2 separate regions of the Sorghum bicolor genome follow, and region 1 is linked to region 2. A link is a contact called in public HiCAR-type data. All regions are on one chromosome and are shown on one strand. The core of a region is the stretch at or near the end of the contact, and the rest is flanking DNA. Distances in the headings are between cores, read along the strand shown.

Evidence for each region. HiCAR-type assays count read pairs that join an accessible place to other places.
Region 1: a HiCAR-type map of leaf shows a contact between it and region 2, with 4 times the contacts expected there. The contact joins the promoter of LOC8070071 here to the promoter of LOC8073540 in region 2. A contact is called at or near these places in 1 of 4 Hi-C or Micro-C datasets (leaf mesophyll) and 1 of 1 datasets of contacts at active chromatin or transcription factors (leaf).

What each region holds. Positions count from the first base shown.
Region 1 is chr7:53,385,672-53,388,371 of Sorghum_bicolor_NCBIv3, forward strand. LOC8070071 reads right to left here and starts at 1,359. Exons shown (of 9, transcript XM_021464996.1): 1 at 1,006-1,359; 2 at 772-866; 3 at 532-651; 4 at 1-54. The coding sequence starts at 1,203.
Region 2 is chr7:53,161,721-53,164,420 of Sorghum_bicolor_NCBIv3, forward strand. It overlaps LOC8073540 (ethylene-responsive transcription factor ERF060), which reads left to right and starts at 1,317. Exons shown (of 1, transcript XM_002444274.2): 1 at 1,317-2,700. The coding sequence starts at 1,868. The coding sequence ends at 2,683.

The DNA of each region.
Region 1 (2,700 bases), core at 109-2,608, 220 kb after region 2:
CATATGAAATTTTGGCGCCATCCTCTTTCGTAAAGAAATGATACCAGTGGAGTCCTGTTTGAATAATCATCTGTAAGGACTAAGAAATAATTTGGTAGAACTAATTAACAAATGCAGTCCCATATTCATTGTCCCCCAGCCCCAAAAGAAACAGTTTGGCAAACATTGATACTAGTATGACATGCAACCTTTAATTGGTTCATTGGTTGACTGTATGCAAAAGAAAGTATCTCTGTCAGCAACATTTTCAAGGCTTCAAAAGGACATCAAGATTTCTTGTGTTTCCAATTTAGAGGCTTAGAGCCTTAGGAATGCTTTCAGCTGTTAGTTAGTGGGGGTAATTTTTAAAATAATTCCAGCTCTCAGAGAAGTGAAGCAGAAGGCCAAGTGAATCATGCCCCTAATTTATGGGACACTAGAATTTTAAGCTTCAGAAGGTCAATTTCGTCTGTGATTAATTCCCTCGTCCCCTCATTTCACCAAAATTCACCAGGCCAGCTAATCCCAGAAGAAACAAACAAGGCTCCTTACCTGAACAATTCTGTTGCTGCTGGCATGGACTCAGAGTACTCTATCGAACCAACTGACACTGTAAGATCCCAGTAATCCTGTTTGTTCGGGTAGGATTTCTTGCAGGTTGAACATTCGAGACTGGAAGCATCGCTAGAGATGAACAAACAACCATCAATTTTGGGAAGCTGCGTGATAGCCAGTTGGCTGTGGTAGTGGCAGGTGAGGTGGTGCGGAACGAAATGATGAAAGGCCACTTACTCCGACTGATCGCTCGAGCCCGCGAGGGGGTAGTAGCAGATTGGACATGCCAGCTTCCTCAGCTTCGTCTCCGCCGCCGGCTCCACCAAGGGTTCCTGAAATGGAAAGCACGCTTTTATTAACTCCCCGCCTTCTCAGCGGAGTGTGTGGTCTAACTTCTAAGTGGACGGGCTCTCCGCTCGACGGAATGCTTCAGCGGGGCGGGGCGGGGCGGGGCGGGTCGGGGGAGCTCACCTCGACAGCTTCGTCGGGTATGTCGGGAGCAGTGACGGCAGGTGAGGGTGAGGCGCTGGCGCACAGGTCAAGCCTCCTCGCCGAGGCAACCCGGTTCCGGCGCGCCGCGATGTGGTGCCGCGGCCGCGGGTGCCGATTATAGCAGCGCGGCGCCCCGGGAGCTGCTGCGGGTGTGGTCGCCGTGCCCAGCGCCGCCATGGGAAGTGGGGAGAGGTGGCGCAGTCGTGCTCCCTGGAGACTGGTGGAGGCGCGGCGGAGAGAGGACCGGAGGAAGCGAAGCGGAATCCAAGGCAGTGAGCAGAGGAGCACGGCGGAGGGAGCTGGTGGGCCGTGTGCCTCCACGACAAAGCACACTATTTTGTGGGGTTTTTTTTTTAAGAAAAAATGGAAACTCAGGTTCCATGCACACACGATTTGTGGTGGTGACGTGCGAGCTGATGTGTCGGTCTATCATCACACGCAGCATGAGCCCATGTTGGCTGTTACTACAGATGCAAACGGTTATAAATCTGCGGGGTTTTATTACCCCAAACTCATGTCCATGAACATAAAATTTGTCCGCTAAAAATCTCATAACTTATGACGGGTTTAATTTGGTGTCTAGACTCGTGCCCATCGAGTCATGGGTACCCATCGGATTGCCCATGGGTACATCCACGTAGCAATAAAGAAAAAATAGAACATAAAAATCATGTCTCAGAACATAAAATTATATTCACTCTTTTCATTTTTTACTTGAATGGACATATCATCTTATATATGTCGATGAACGGAGTAGTTTAGTAGAAAAATTTAGGATATTGTGGACTAATATGATTGCTTCACTATGATGGGTCGGGTTTTAAAAACCCATGGTTTATGGGTTTGGGTACTATATCCCAGACCTATGTCTATAAACCTATTGAATCTAGATTTTTATCCATTAACAAACTCATGAGTAGAAAAATTGACCCATACCCTTGTTCTAATAGAGTAAAAAATCCATCGGATTTCGGGTTTCAGATACCCATTGCCATCTTGAGCTGCTACTGTTGTGAAAAGAGCTGACAGGTCGACCCACGTACTACTATTCATAGTTATTAGGGTCGGACCGGATATCGATCCGGTGAGATCATCGGTTCAATGGTTTATTGGTCCAACCGTTAAGAACCGGTTGAACCGCCGGTTCGATTGTTTTGGACCGGATGAACTGAATCGTTCATAAATGCTTTGAACCGGTGTAATATAATGACATATAATAAATATTTTTTAAGAAAATATATAATAAATAATTAGCAACATATATTTGATCACATATACAAATAGCTAAATAAGATGATAAAGCACAATTATATAACTTGCTTCCCACTAATGTACACACGTACTTCAATATATCAGTGCTTTGTTTTACCAGATATGTAAAAATATGTATAAATAATATTCGGAGCAGTTACAAGTTTATGCAAAAATGACTAGAATATTATTTCAAATATTCATCGTTGGAAAACAATCTAGAATACTAAATAGAGTACGTCATTGCGAAGAGCTTGTTGAGATAATTAAAATAAATATATTATTTTCCTAATTTGGAGCTCATTTGAAAAAATTATGAAATTTCAAAATTTAAAAGCCATTCATCAAGCAACCAGCAGCACCACCCCACGCATGGAACATTCAAAATCCAAAAGGGAGCAGCAGCCATGTAGGTGCTCCATC
Region 2 (2,700 bases), core at 67-2,566:
AAAATAGAAATAGTAACACTTTCGTTTATATTTGACAAATATTGTCCAATTATGGACTAACTAGACTCAAAAGATTCGTCTCGTCAATTCCGACCAAACTGTGCAATTAGTTTTTATTTTCATCTATATTTAATACTCTATGCGTACGTATAAAGATTCGATGTGATAGGGAATGTGAAAAATTTTACAAAATTTTTGGGAAACTAGGCCTTGTTTAGTTCGCAAAAATTTTCAAGATTTCCCGTCACATCGAATCTTTGGTCGCATGCATGGAGCATTAAATATAGACGAAAATAAAAACTAACTGCATAGTTTATCTGTAATTTGTGAGATGAATCTTTTGAGCCAAGTTACTCCGTGATTGGACAATGTTTGTCAAATAAAAATGAAATGCTACAGTACCTAAAAACAAAAAAAATTTTGCGAACTAAACAAGGCCCCCAAGCTGCAAACAAAGCGCGGGGTCCTTTACGACCAAGTCATAAAAGCTACTCCCTCCATTTCAAAAAGACCAATATTTTTTACTTTGACCAATCATGTTTAACCGCTCGTCTTATTCAAATTTTTTATGTAAATTCTAAAATAGATAAATTATTATTAAAGTACCTTTAATGATCAAATAAGTCATATCAAAATAGACGATATTTATATAAAAAGTTTTAATAAAACAGATGGTCAAACAATGTCTGAAAGTCAACAACAACGTTGTTTTTGAGACGGGGTGAGTATAAACGAAGCACCGATCCATAAAAAAAAAGAGACACCAAAAAGTTTTTATTTTCGGTACTCTATTACTGGTAAATAAAAAACAAAAAAAAATCAGAGCGGTGCACACCACGGCACCATCTCCCGGTCTCCCGCCGCCTGCGGCCGCACACTTGCGTGCGTGCTCGCCAAAACAACACACGCGCCCCCGCGCGTCGCCTACCGCCGCGCACCGCGCAGCCGCGCCTGCAGCTGCAGCCCCAGCATCACTCCATCCGCCACAGCGAAAGCGAGCAGCGAACAGCCACTCGCCCCCACCACTGGCTCCGCGCCACGCGCCCTCGAAAAACCGCCACCTGCCGGTCGCGTCCCGGGGCACGTGCCCTGCGACAGCACACGTGGCGCCACGGCAGTGGCTCCCCTGACCTGTCACCGCGCCCCCGCCGAAACCCCACCCGCGGATTCTCCGCGTGGGGCCCGGGCCCGCATGGCAGCCTCACGGGACGAAGCTTCGTCCTCGGGGCGAAAAAGCGCGATTAGGAAGAGGTGGTTAGTGAGGTGGTTGATAAGGTTGGGAAAAAAGATCATCGCTGCCCTGCCTACTTATAAAAGAGCAGCCATGGTGTTCCCCCTGAGCTCCTCAACCCAAACACCACACCACACACACAATCCCCTCTTCTTCTTCTTCCACAAACACTCCACGCCAGCCAGAAATCCCCCAATCCACACACGCACCGTCGTCTCCGTGAGGTCTGAGCGAGGTAGGACGAATAGCTCTGAGCGAGTTCTTCCGTCTTCCAGGTAGAATCATCCTTGCAGCTCTCACTCTCCTCTTCCCGTCGCTCGTCTCTTGTTCATAGTTGTTGGATTCCTCTTTCTTCTTCCTTGGATCCTACTAGCTATTACAACAGAGCTCCAGAGCCTTTTAGTTTCTGGTCTCTGATTTTCTCCTTCTTTTTTTTTTCTTCTTTTTTGGTGGGATAGCGAAGAGAGGTTCTTTTTCCACATCTCTCTGTTCGTTCAGTGATCATCAGTCGTAGATCTGTCCTAGCCTGTTCTTTGATTTTAGCTAAGAACTAGGCGATTTATTCTTTCTTTTATTGGAAAAAAAATCCCCAGAAAAAAAAGTTGTTGGTAGTAGTATATTTTCTTGTACGATTTGATGGCGGCTGCTATAAATCTCCCGGGGCCCAGCGAAGATCTGATGCGAGCGATGGAGTCCTTCATGCAAGAAGACGCCGCCCCATCCCCTCTGCCCATGCCGCCGGCGGCGCAGTACCCGCCGGCGACGCCGACCCACCTGAGCCCGGCGCAGATGCAGTTCATCCAGGCCCAGCTCCACCTGCAGCGGAACCCGGGGCTGGGCCCGCGGGCGCAGCCCATGAAGCCCGCGGTCCCCATCCCGCCGGCGCAGCAGCGGCCTGCCCAGAAGCTGTACCGCGGCGTGCGGCAGCGCCACTGGGGCAAGTGGGTGGCGGAGATCCGTCTCCCCCGGAACCGCACCCGCCTGTGGCTCGGCACCTTCGACACCGCCGAGGAAGCCGCGCTGGCCTACGACCAGGCGGCGTACCGCCTCCGCGGGGACGCGGCGCGCCTCAACTTCCCCGACAACGCGGCGTCCAGGGCGCCGCTCGACCCCGCCGTCGACGCCAAGCTCCAGGCCATCTGCGCCACCATCGCCGCCGCGTCGTCCAAGGGCGGCGCCAGGGCCAAGCAGAGCAAGGCGATGCCGATCAACGCGCCCGTCCTGGAAGCGACGGCGGCGTGTCCGAGCAACAGCTCCTCCGACGAAGGCTCCGGGTCGGACGAGGAGATGTCCTCCCGGACGACGACGACGCCGGTGGTTGTGGCGCCGCCGGTGGTAGCGGACATGGGGCAGCTGGACTTCAGCGAGGCGCCGTGGGACGAGGCCGAGAGCTTCGTTCTCCGCAAGTACCCGTCCTACGAGATCGACTGGGACGCGCTGCTCTCCAACTAAAACAGTCGCCGATCATC